Linked DNA regions of Oryctolagus cuniculus: all the other regions are linked to region 1. The links are chromatin contacts, called in public Micro-C maps. All regions are on one chromosome and are shown on one strand. Each heading gives the region's core, a stretch centred on a gene start, on an enhancer-like site or on the middle of the called end of the contact. The rest is flanking DNA. Distances are from core to core; before and after follow the strand shown.

Region 1 (4,245 bases), core at 1,123-3,622:
CAGGAAGTGGCAAAGGGTGACAGATCATAAATGCAGTTGCTACAAAACTGCACATAAAATTTGAAGTGTGAAATGCTTATACTTTACAACTTACAAAAAATAAAAGTTGTTAAATTCATGTTGCCATGACAATTTTATATTCGGTAATGGAATGAAAATGCAATGTTTGAAAATTACATTCCCATTTAGTTCAACAGTTCAATAGTTCACCCAGATTTATGATAATCTATGGTGGAGGAAATGTACATTTCACTTGTAATTATGTAAGGTATGCTTTGAATGACAACTATTAGGAAGTCTTAATTTTATTTTTACCCCCATAACTATTCAAAGCATTATATGAAAGGCTCAGTCAGATGGTGTGAAATTCTAAGTTTATAGTCTCATAATCCTGCAATCAGTGAAATGTCACCTTCTTGACACTAAGCTTCAGATAAGAGATTGGATATCTGCTCTCACTCAATTACCCTCAATGGTAGAAATAAAAGGCAACAAATGGGTTTTAAAAGTTCAAGCCTCTCCCCCCAAACAAAAAGGGAGGCATTTGGCCTACTAGTTAAGACCCATGTAGGGACACTAGCATCCCATAGCAGAATGCCTAGGTTAGAGTCTTTGCTCTGCTTCAGAGTCCAGCTTCCTGATAAAGTACACACTGGAAGGCAGCAGGTGGCTCAAGTAATTAGGGCTATGCTATTCATGTGAAACCAGGACTGAGCTCCAGGTCGGGTCCAGCCCCTATTCTAGGACATTTGGGGAGTGAACCAGGAGGTGATCTCTCTCTCTCTTTACCTCTCTCTCATTTGTCAAAATTTTAAAGTGCGGGGTAGGAAAGGGGAGGGAGAAAAGGAAAGGGAGAAACACTAAGATTCTGTGCTACTGGCCAGCTTCTCTTCCAGTAGCTCCACCTTGTACCACTACTGCCCACAACGATCCTCCTATGAGTTCCAGGACTAACGTGGTAGAGGCTTCAAATTCCAACAAATTTTAATAACTCTTATTTATTTGCAAGGCAGAAAGAAAGAAACGGACAACACAGATCTCCCAACCACTGGTTCACTCTGCAAATGCCCGTAACTCAAGCCAGGTCTCCCACGCAGGTGGCAAGGACCCAAGTACTTGAGTCGTCATCTGCTCTGCCTCCCAGGGTGTGCATTAGCAGGAAGCTGGAATCCGAAGCAGAGCCAGGGTTTGAACTCAGATATAGTATAGAGTTCCCACGTGGCGTTGTAACCACTGCGCCAAAAGCCAGCCGGCATGGAGATTTTCAAACTGATACCAGCCCCTATCCAAGGGCTAAAATATTACCAAGTATAACGCAAGAAAAAACTTTTGAAACCTAAGACACTGGCCAAAATGAATTCCTATCTTCTCGGAAGGAAGGCAGCTGAAATACGCGCAAACGGCAACGTAACAATTTAGGGTGAGACGGGGCTCCTCTTTCTCCCATTCGGGAGGGCAGGAAAGGGTAGGTGTAAGAAACCGGCTACCCACACCACGCTTCCGCTCCGGGGTGGGGGTGGGCCGGGTCTTCCCAGAGAGGCCAGCGCAGCACAGCAGGCGCTATCACGGCTCGGGCAGAGGGCACCGCGCAGCCTGTCACCGAGACCGGAACCTGAGGAGCCGGGGCAGCGGTGAGGAAGTGGGGAAGGCGGACCACTACCGAGGCAGGGGTTGCCAGGAGACCCCGTTGGACCCGGCGGGGAAGAAGACCCCCCAGGAGCACAGCGACCAAGTCCTCCTGCCCTCCGCGCCCCCGCTCCTCGGGACGAAAACGGGGGTCCGAGCGCTCCTCCCACCCCTTTCCGCCCCAACCCCACGCGGCTGCGCTTACCTGCTGTACCCCGAGGAACTGGTAGAAGTTGAGCTGCACCTCCTCCACCAAGTCAAACAACTCCAGGTCTCCGCTCTCCCAGCCGCGCGCCGGCCCGGCGGCCGCCAGCAGCAGCAGCAGTAGCAGCCACAGCGGCGGCGGCAGCGGGAACGGCCCGAGCCGGAGCCCGCGGCGCTCAGGAAGCGGCGCCAGCCGGGGGCAGGGAGCCGTCATTGAGCCGGGCTCGGAAAGGTCACTAGCCAGGCAGTACCGTCGGCCGAGACCGGGGACGTGGCGGGGAGCGCGAGCTGTGGGGAGTAGCGCCTGTCAGTCAGAAGCGCGGGCTGCCGCTCCGGAGCGGCCCACCCGACTGCCGGCCCCAGAGGGAGTGCGCGGACTGCCGGAGCCGGCGACCGCAGCGTCGGGCGGGCAGCCGGGACTACCTTCCCCGGACCCTCACTCCCAGGCCTACAAACAGCTGGAGGGCCAGCGCCCGGCGCCGAGGTTACAGAGGAGGGGGAGAGGCTTCCCCGCGCCTCAGCCTATCCTGGGCCTCGCTTCCGGTGACATCACGTCTCCTAGCAACCGCGGCGAGGGGCGGGGCCGGAAGTAGGGACTCCGGGCGCCCCAGTTCTGGGCCTTGTAGAAATTCCTCTTGGTCTGTGGTGCTTAGGGCAGAGGTTTGCGTGCGTTTGCTCATATTACCACACGTGGGCACTTACGGCCGTCACGCAGCCACCTGGAACGTACCACGTGTAGATTTCCTTCGAAGTCCCTATCGTCTTGCCCGCCCCCACATAGTGAACACCAGAAGCCTATTCAAGGCCTGATTTATTGATTACAGCTTGCGCTCCATACCTTTCATTATTCCATCAGCCATGATAGAGGAAACTGAACCAGACAGCGAGTAGAAAGTATGTTTTTGTTTTTTTTTTAAGAAAGCAGAAAAGGAATGCAAGCCAAGACCCAAAAAAGTGTGAGTATACTTAAATTATGTATTAAGATTTATTTACAGGCGTAGAGGTAGGTGTTGGGTTGGGTGCAGCAGTGAGGTCGCTGCTTGAGACTCGCGCATCCCATCTCAGAGTGTCTGGGTTCCAGTCTCAGTTCCTCTGTTTCAGATCAAGCTTCCTGAATGCACACCCTGGAAGGCAGCAGCCTCAAGTACTGGAGAGCTTGCTGCCCTCCATGAGAGACCTGGATTTAGTTCCCACCTCAAGGGCTTGACCTAGCTGTGCCCTGGCTATTGCTGGCATTTGTGGGATGAACCAGTAGATAAAAGAACTCTGACTGTCCCTTTCTGTCTGCCTTAAATAAAGTTTTCAAAAGGAAGAAAAAAAATTTTGCAAGCATAATAAAATTGGCAGTTGGGTCGAATTAACACTTGTGACTCAATGACCGTCTTAGAAGTTTAATTTCACCGCCAGAACCTACTCAGCCTCAGCTGGGATTCTTTTTCCAATTGAGGTCTATTTAAAGAGTTGCATGGAGGCAGGGATGACGTTGTGGTACAGCAGGTTAAAGCAGGCCTGCTACGCCAGCATTCCACATGAGCACTGGTTGGAGTCTGACCTGCCCCACTCTCTCTCCAGCTCCCTACTAATGAACCTGGGAAAGCAAGGGAAGATGGCCTAAGTGATAGAACCCCTGCCACCCACGTGGGAGACCCTGGGAGACCTGGGTGGCGTTCCAGACTCTTAAATGCACCCTGGCCAAGCCTCAGCCTTTGAGGCCATTTGGGGGAGTGAACCAGTGGATGGAAGCTTGCTTGCTCTCTTTTTTTTCTCCCTCTGCCTCTGTAACTCTGCCTTTCAAATAAAATAAATATTTAAAAAAAAAAAAGAAATATAGGCTAAAACTTCCTCTCTCTGTGTTAATAATGTCTTCCCTCCAATTTTCACATTGATCCTTATGAGTCTCTTTTTAATTTTTTTCACTACTGTTGTTCTTTGTGTAATTTATTTTTGTTTAGGCCACCTCATGTTTTTTCCTCCCTGACTCCCTACTCTTGTGAATCAAGTGAAAACAGAAAATCAGAATGCTACCCTATTTTTGAACATTTGACCTCATGCTTTTCCCATCTTGTATCTAGTCTGTGAAATTAAGATAAATAGGGTCATGATAGCACTACTTATGCAGAATAATAATATTTTACATTTGATAAAATTAGAAAAACACTTTAGGAAGCAAATCTACTGAGGAAATATCCAGTTTAAGAATATGTTGAAGTCATAAGTGAATGCAAGTATATGTTGCTTGAAATTAATGTATACACATAAATTAATGACAAGAGAATCTATCCTGAAGTTGATGCTTCAGATATACCAGAGCAGGGGTGTCTGAGTCTGCTGTGTCCCCTACAACAGAATACCTGAGAGTCAAGTAATTTAAACTACCAACATTTATTTCTCAGAGGTCTGGATGTTGCATCAGGG
Region 2 (4,245 bases), core at 840-3,339, 390 kb after region 1:
ACCACAAAGTCTTTGTGAATAGTAGTTGTTGAAGTTCTTCCTAAATATTTTATCTAAGTAAATAATAGATTTACTCAATGCAAAATACCTTTAAATAAAGTTTTATGCATATATGTGGAAGGTGTCCGGTGCGTAACAAATCTTCCCAGCCAGATGAATCAATTAATTCACAGGCTTTTATTGGGATTCCGCTCCCGGGTGAGGTTTCTGGTCCCAACAGAGCAGGAGCCAGGGAAATCGCGCAGCAGAGGTTGGGAAAGCTTCTTTTACAGATATAAGGCGTGGGAAAGCTTCTTTTATAGATATAAGGTGTGAGGGTTAAAGGTCGAGGCAGGTCTGATCCTCATTGGTTGACCTTTAGGCACCCGCAGGGACCTTGACAAGGACTTTCTGTCCCTGGAAGTGTGGGTAGGGCCTCTCCATTCCCTGAAGTGTAGGCCTTCTCTCCTTGCGGATCCCAAAGCTACCAATATGCAGTACTTTAAAAATTACGAACTTGAATACATGAAGAGCTATTTATAGTCATTTGTATGCATAGAATTTTATCTAAAGGTGGTTTTTTTTAAAAGGCATTAAAGGCCGGCGCCAAGGCTCAACAGGCTAATCCTCCGCCTTGCGGTGCCAGCACACCGGATTCTAGTCCCAGTCGGGCACCGGATTCTATCCCGGTTGCCCCTCTTCCAGGCCAGCTCTCTGCTGTGGCCAGGGAGTGCAGTGGAGGATGGCCCAAGTGTTTGGGCCCTGCACCCCATGGGAGACCAGGAGAAGCACCTGGCTCCTGCCATCGGATCAGCGTGATGCGCCGGCTGTGGCAGCCATTGGAGGGTGAACTGTGGGGAGCAACTGGGAGCAACTCGGACTAGACTAAGTTACTGGAATTAAGACTTATTCTATGCATCTGCTCTCCCACAATATGGCGCTGGGAGAGGAGAAAACAGCTTCTACACAGCTGCCTCCAGTTCAACCAATAAACAGCTCCTGATTGGAGGAGAGCAGTGTACTCGGCGTGTGGGTAGCAGAGTTGGGATTGGCGGAAGAGGACTATAAAGGAGGAGAGAGACAACATGCACCAGGAACATCTAAGGGGAACATCTATCTGAAGGAACACCTGAGCAGCCCCCGAGAGAGCCGGCTGGCGGTGTGCCGCTCCCCCGCGGAAGTGGGGAAAGTGGCAGGGGGAACCGCCCTTCCACGGAGGTGGAAGGGTCGGTAGCCAACCTGGGAAGAACCAGCAGCAAACCCGGGGAGGGCCGAGCAGATAAAAGAACAGCGCAGGGTCCTGTGTCGTTCCTCCACGAAGATGGGGAGCGACAGTGAACCAACGGCAAAGGAAGACCTTTCTCTCTGTCTCTCACTGTCCACTCTGCCTGTCAAAAAAAAAAGGCATTAAAGGGTTTTTAAGGCATTTGTTATTGTTCTTTTAAAAACCACACACGTGCCCCCCCCACCTGATCTAGATGAGAGATGGTGTTTGAAAACCCTCGGTTATTTAATTATTTATTATTTTTTAAATTTTTTGCCAGTCAGAGTTAGACAGTGAGAGAGAAAGAGAGAGAGGGAGACAGAGACAGAGACATAGACAGTGAAAGAGAGACAGAAAGGTCTTCCTTCCGTTTGTTCACCCCCCAAACGGTCGCCACGGCCAGCGCTGCCGATCTGAAGCCAAGAACCAGGTGCTTCTCCTGGTCTCCCATGGAGTGCAGGGCCCAGGCACTTGGGCCATCCGCCACTGCACTCCCCGGCCACAGCAGAGGGCTGGCCTGGAAGAGGGGCAACCGGGACAGAATCCGGCGCCCCGACCGGGACTAGAACCCGGTGTGCCGGCGCCGCTAGGCGGAGGATTAGCCTAGTGAGCCGCTGTGCCGGCCAACCCTCAGTTATTTTGACCAGTTCCTCACAGGCACAGAGAAGGAAAACTGGCCTTGGGAGTTACACAGAAAAATACAGAAGGGAAGCAGTTCCAAGAGGAAGCTGATGGGAGGCACACAGGGCTCGTGAAAAAAACTGCAGTCCGTGGCGAACGCGGGAGGCGGGCTCCAGGCTCCCCTCCTGCGGCTGTGGGCGCTCTCTCCTCCCTGAGCTCCCCGGGCCCAGCGCGGCGTGCAGCGAGGGGAGGCCGCCGGCCGCTCTCAGGGCCGGCCGGAGGCGGGCTCCCCCACCCCTCCTCGCTCGGCCCTCGGCCCGGCCGCATTTCCGGGGATGCGGGGGTCGGGGCGGGAAGCTGCTCACTAAGGGGCCGTGAGGGTTTCGGTAACATCCCAAACACAGCCTTGGCCGCGTCCTGGGCCCGTGGCCCGCCAGAGGCGTCCCGCGGCTGGTTAGGGGCTGTGGGGTGCTCAGGGTCATCTCCCCGAAGAGGAGGCGCCGGGGGCCCGGTGTTCCCAAGTGCAGCTTTCCGTCTCCTCCCTTGTTGTTGTTCTTGCTCTCAAACGCCTTTCTTCGTGGCATTTTCGGAGTTCGTCTCTGACTGCTTTGTTATGTCTGAAAAACTGCGCCATCCCCACGTTGCCCGATTCTTCCGGCCTTAGTCAGGCGGGGATGGCTCAAGATTTCATTTTCCTAATACTTCCTCGGGCCTATTTTGTTTCCTCGCCGCGATTTCTTCAGCTCTGGAATAGGAAAGAGTAACTGTTTCCAATTTGCTGCCTTCCTGCCTGCCCAGTTTGCCTATGAACCTTTTACCAATCTGAGGAAATAAAGTCGTTTTTCTCTTTCTTCTCGAAGACCGTGTCTTTGACAGCCGTGTTGCCCATGACAGAAATTTCTATAGGTGAAAGCCCACCTAGATATTATTGGACGCTGAATTTCTTACCATATATTTTTGCCGTTATACTTTGTGCTTGGAAGTTTTCCCCTTGAAAGTTCATTTCATAATTGACAAACAGAACTAAGAAAGTAATGTAATATTTAATAGGGCTCAGATGGGTATTGTAATTTGATCATATACAATTTGGAAATTTATGCTATGACTACGTTCCTTAACAATGTTTCTTTAAGCAAGATAAAACTCCTTACTTTTTGAAGTCTATTGTGAGGTGTTTTTTTTTTTTTTAAATATATTTCGTTTGTGCTACAGCCAAAACAGCATCTACCATGGGCTATAATCTCTGATATCCTGTCCCCTGGTTTGAACTGTGTCATTTTCTGATTCTCTGTGTAGACCAGCCCCTGTCTCCAAGCGCCCTACCCACGCCCAAGTTTACTTCAAAGGGCATTCTCGTTGGGTTCGGTAACCTGGATGAACAGCTGTTTTTTCAGTACTTTGTGTTCAGGAATAGAACTGATTGAACTCAACTGCTATCATGTCAGTCAGGTTGCGGAAAGAGTGGAATCAGCGGTTCCTGGAAAGAGAGGCTGAAAACCCGGCTTCCAGGTCCGCAGTAGGGGCGACCCTACACGCTCGCTCACTCACCGGATGCTTGTGAAAACCCCATGCAGTGGAGCAGGTAAGAGTCTGTAAACTGTTCTGTACAAGCCTGATCAGTGACTTATGGGAAATCTGATAGCCAATGACAGATGGACACACTGTGGTCCGCAAGTGCGCAGTCTCCCCCAGGCCCCCAGCTCTTAGATAAGAGGAGTTTAAGCCGGATGATTTATGATAAAGAAAAGCTACATTTCCTGCCCTCATGGAGCTTTCTAATATAAACTCATTTGTCCAGACACCGAGAGTAAAATAGGCACAAGACACTGAACATGAAGCAGGCATACTTAATTTAGTATGTAAAAACAGACGACAACCTCGTATTTACAGGACACTGACCTGTTTTTCTAACCCTTTTCTCTCGAAGAAAACCCTGCCCCTAAAGAAAGGATGAAAGGTTTGCTTGTTTCAAAATTTGATTTGAGGTCCTGCTCAACAGAAACCCTGACCTTAAATTCCTGGGCGAGGCCATCTCCAATCCACCATGCTGTGTTTAGAAGCTGACCTTGAAAGGAGGAGGAATGTTTCTGTTGTGTTTCAAATAACCAGCCCCTGAAGACTGGCATTAGCAAATGTTGAGGCTTAGGTAGACTCTGGCTGATTTTGCCACAAAATTCCCTGTTCAGAAAGTATTGATTTGTAGCTATTCTGTTTTTTTTTTTTTTCCCAGAGATTAAAAAGATCAAATGACAGTCTTAACTATTGCATTTCCCAGTTGTCGAAGAGATTTTTGACTTTCAAAATTGGATTTGTTCAGGCATTTTACTTTCTAGTATGACTTCCTATGCTTTGAAAGGGCCTTGGCAGGCCTTACAACCAGG
Region 3 (4,245 bases), core at 526-3,025, 290 kb after region 1:
TAAAATCTTAGTAAATTTTAAACGTTTAGAAAGTGTTCTCTGATTTTTTTTAATTGCATCTTTCTGAACTTGGGTACTTCGTTCCGTGTTTCACCCTAAAAAGACGTTGACATGATATACTTTTTGTAGGATTTGGTGGGGAAACTTAAAGATGCTTCGAAAAGCCTGGAACGAGCAACTCAGTTATAACTTGGGAAGTGAACGATCCGCCCAAGTGCAGAGGAAAACCAGGAACGTCACCGCGGGCTGTGGGAGCTGGCCGTGCTCGCTCGCGCTCGGCGGAGAACGCTTCCCTTCGAATCTGTCACTCATCGGTTCTGACAGTTTTTTTTATATGTGTGAAAGGGTTATGAGGGAAATTCTGCCCACGTATTTGAATCATCTTCAGGATGAACTGTACCTTTATCCTCTTTAGATCTTTTTGAAGTCCTATGAAAGGAAGCAGACAGCATCACATCCTGAATAAACAAGGTGTTGTTCCCACAAAATGGTGATATTTTGTTTGGATTTGAAGTTTGTGTGTTAATTATTACTTTGTGTACTACGATGAGCGTTAACTTGATGCGAGGAGCGTCAGCTGTTAACGATCTCCGTTTCTCTGGATTAAAGTCAAACGCAGTGGGAGAGGGTGGCATCTCCGGGGTGTGCTGGAGACCCCAATGGTCCGGGAGCGGGAGCCGGCCCGTTACCTGCGCTAAAGGGATCGCCCGCAGCCGACTGCGGGCTGCCGGCCCCGAGCGGACCGCTGCCCGCGCGCGCCCCGCCTTGGCCGCCGGCGGGCGAGGACAGCACCCGGGCGGGCGCCGTTGTTTCCGCGAGTCCAACTCCGGCGCAGGTTCCGCGGCGGGCGCGGGCGTCTGGGCCGCAGCCCGTTGAGCCGAGCGGGTGGCTGGTGGCCAGCGGACCTGTGAGCCCGCCGGCTGAGGCGGGCGACAGAAAGAAAGAAATAACGGGGGGTGGGGTGGGCTGCGCTGCGTGCGGGGCCGGCGCGATGCCCGCGCCGAGAGCAGGGTGGCGCGAGTGGCGCTGTGGAGAATCGCTCGGCGGCCGCGCCAACGCCGCCGCCGCCACCGCGGCTCAGAGCGGGGGGAGGGGGAGGAGGAGGAGGGCGCGCGGCGCGGAGGGGAGGGGGCGGCCACGGGCCCGACTACACCGACACTAATTCCCAGGCCGCCCTTAAGGAATGAGGGGAGCACGTGACCCGGTGGGGGGGCGGCAGGGGGAGGGGGCGGGCGGACTCCGAGCCATTTTGGAGCCGGTGTCAGTTTCCACTCTGCCTTCAGCGGTGCATTTTTTTTTCCACCCTCCCCTCCCCCTCCTCATCCTTCCTCCCATCCCCCCCCCCGCCTCTCCGCACGCTCACACACGGCGCCCCCCGCCCGCCCTCCTCCCCCCACGGCAACTATGATGAAATAATAATCGTAGTATTAAAGGCAGAGATCGGGGTGAGACAATGGGGATGTTGGCGAGGGCGCCCCGATCCGGATTAGAAACACCTCCTGGCCCCGCAGAATAAAACCGATCGCGCCCCTCCGCGCGCTCCCTCCCCCGAGTGCCGAGCGGGAGGCGGCGGCGGCGGCGGCGGCCGAGGAGGAGGAGGAGGTGGAGGAGGAGGAGGAGGAGGAGGAGGCCCCGGAGGAGGAGGAGGCGTTGGAGGCCGAGGAGGAGGAGGAGGCCGAGCAGGAGGAGGAGGCCGAGCAGGAGGAGGAGGAGGAGGCCGGGCTCGGGAGGCGGCATGAGCCGAGCGCGGCGGCCGCGGCTGCTCTCGGCCGCGCTCGTTGCCCATTGACAGCGGCGTCTGCAGCTCGCTTCAAGATGGCCGCTTGGCTCGCATTCATTTTCTGCTGAACGACTTTTAACTTTCATTGTCTTTTCCGCCCGCTTCGACCGCCTCTCGCCGGCTGCTTTTTCCGGGTACGTAGGAGGCTAGGCGCCTCCGGGACGGGGGTCGGGGGACGCGGGGCCCGCGCGGGGCTCCGGCGGGCGGCGGGTGGAAAGGGGAGCGGCCCCCCCGCCGGCCCGCGCCGCCCGCCCGCGCTCGCCCGCGCCCGCCCGCCGGGCCGAGGGCGCTGACAGCGTGGGCGCCGACCCCGCGCCCGCCCGCCCGCGCCGCCGCCCCGCGCCCGCGTCCGCGCGCCCGCGGCTCCGCGGCTCCCGCGGCGCCGGGACCGACCCGCAGCCCGCGCCGCCGCCAGCCGGGCTCGGCGCCGCTCCAGCCGCCGCCGCCCGCTCCGCCGGACGCGCCGCGCGCCCCCACGTTTTAGTTCCTTTCTCTGCCGAGCGCCCCTCGGCACCCTCGAGACGCACATGGCCCCCGAGGAGAGCACTTGTACTTGCAGTCCCCGCGGCTCCTCTGGCCACGGCGCCCTTTGTTGAGAGGTAGATTTGGATGAAACGGGGACGGGTTCCTGAAATCGGGAGCTGCCTGGGTCAAGTGGCGCCCCTGCTCTCCCGAAGAAAGGGCTTTTCAGGGGTTTAAGCGGCCAGGGAACGCCCCCATTTTATAGGGACGGGGTACGTGGGGGGCAGCGATCCCGCCACGGTGGGTGTTAGGCAGGAGGGAGCCCCGGCAGAAATGTTATTAACTTAAGTTGGAGGGACACTTGTGTGAAACTGGATGGCTGGTAAGATGGCGGTTCCCAGTTTCCAAGGTCTCCTGCGTTTGTGTTTAAAAGGGTAAAGTTTTCAAGGTGGTATTTGCTGGGAGTCTTGGGTGAGTGCTGTAAATATCGCTTGGGGCGTACTTTTTGGGAAGTGGGCATTTCAAATTTGGAGCTTTTTTGGAGTGACGATGGTGACTGGACCCGAGTCTTGCTGGAGTCCTTTTCCCCCCCCTTTCTCTCTTTTGCACGCCCACTCCTCCCTTTTTCTCCTCTCGGATACCACAGCTTTCCTCTTAACCTCTGCTGTGGGATGCACTCAGAATCATGACTCGAGTCCACGACGTTTTACAGGTTTTGCTGCACGTCAGCATCGGTCATGTGGTAAAGGGATGCTTTGGTAAAGGGATGCTTTGGAAGAGGTCTAAAAAGTTGATTGCCTGTGTTTACGCAGCCGTTTGGGCTTGACAGCGATAAAGCACGATCTTTCCCCCAGAGATTTACAGTTAATAATTGGAAGTAAACAAGTAGAGAGGCTTTAATCATTCCCAATTGCAATAAAAGGATTTAGTGGGCTTAGTGGTCACGGTTCAATATTTGAAAGCGAAGCATGTATTAACCCCGTCCCTTAAAGTAGGCAAAATTCCGGGCATATTTATCCAAATGCAAGTGTAGGTTGGTGGTATGCAGAATGTAATGAGTAGCTCAGCCTATATTTTGTAAGAACCTTAACTTATAATGTGGAAGAACATTATAAGCCATACTAAAGACTTGATACTTATGGATATAAAATTGTGGACAGTGTATACCAAGTTATGAGACTACATATTAACATTTGAGTTTTAAGTAGACTGATTGGAAATCTCTCAGAAGTTGATTTTTTGATCAAAATTGCAAGTTTTTTTTTAAATACTTGAGTTCATTCTTATACATCTGCCCCAAAGTGTAGTCAGAGATGTTTGAAATAACCTACCTGTGAAAATTATATGCCTATTAACAGTATATTTAAAGCCATATAAAAGTCGCAGTGTATGCTTGTGTACACACACACACACACACATTCATAAACTTTGTAAGAAAATTGAGGATTTTATTGTGTTTAATAAACCCACTAGTATTCTACCACTAAGTTCCTGGATGTATGTGAAGTGTCCCAGTAGGCGCCAAATTCTGCATTAGAGCCAGGGTAACCCCAACTTTATCCATACCTGTATTGGGCTGTGAGCCCAGGTGGGGTTTTGGAGTTCATTTGCATTTCTTAGATTGCAGTAGTCAAGATGATTGTTAACATAAGAACTTGCTTCTGTTTTTCTTCATTTTGACATTGCTAGCTTTAGGCCTCCAACTGAAATCTGACAGCCCCAAGTGAGTACGTTATAGTGGCAAATTTTTATCATTGTGTGTTTGCTGCATTTTTAGTTGCTTAACGGCAATTTCTGTGTTAGAACCTAGAAGATTTTCAGATCTAAGATGCCAGATAGTGCTTCTCAAACCTTATCAAGCATGTGGAGTTTTGGAAGTCTTCATTAGGTTGCCAATAGTTTCAAATAGGATTAAAAAGACCTGATTTTTAATAAAGTAGCAATGATATTTGTTATCATTATAATAGATGGTAATAGGATTATTGCCAAATTCTTCTGAACTG

Evidence for each region. Hi-C and Micro-C count contacts between places; a contact is called where the count stands out from the background.
Region 2: a Micro-C map of ear pinna shows a contact between it and region 1, with 4 times the contacts expected there. The contact joins the enhancer-like site here to the promoter of DNAJC1 in region 1. A contact is called at or near these places in 2 of 6 Hi-C or Micro-C datasets (ear pinna and skin fibroblasts).
Region 3: a contact with region 1 is called in a Micro-C map of ear pinna, with 5 times the contacts expected there. The contact joins the promoter of BMI1 here to the promoter of DNAJC1 in region 1. A contact is called at or near these places in 3 of 6 Hi-C or Micro-C datasets (ear pinna, psoas muscle and an unstated tissue).

The regions. Positions count from the first base shown.
Region 1 is chr13:48,276,091-48,280,335 of mOryCun1.1, forward strand. DNAJC1 (DnaJ heat shock protein family (Hsp40) member C1) reads right to left here and starts at 2,373. Exons shown (of 12, transcript XM_002717400.5): 1 at 1,832-2,373. The coding sequence starts at 2,044. It overlaps LOC127483449 (a long non-coding RNA gene), which reads left to right and starts at 2,365. Exons shown (of 2, transcript XR_007909674.2): 1 at 2,365-2,786. LOC138844967 (a long non-coding RNA gene) reads left to right here. Exons shown (of 2, transcript XR_011381501.1): 2 at 1-955.
Region 2 is chr13:48,668,627-48,672,871 of mOryCun1.1, forward strand. SPAG6 (sperm associated antigen 6) reads left to right here. Exons shown (of 10, transcript XM_051820697.2): 10 at 1-116. Among named protein-coding and RNA genes, the nearest start is that of SPAG6, 80 kb to the left of the region's middle. Within about 2 kb of position 2,090, at least 3 of the 8 cell types and tissues checked have an H3K27ac peak or open chromatin away from gene starts, as enhancers often do. A contact at or near this core is called in ear pinna, where this site is marked.
Region 3 is chr13:48,565,442-48,569,686 of mOryCun1.1, forward strand. BMI1 (BMI1 proto-oncogene, polycomb ring finger) reads left to right here and starts at 1,776. Exons shown (of 10, transcript XM_051821445.2): 1 at 1,776-1,914. COMMD3 (COMM domain containing 3) reads left to right here. Exons shown (of 8, transcript XM_008268283.4): 8 at 130-488. The coding sequence ends at 189.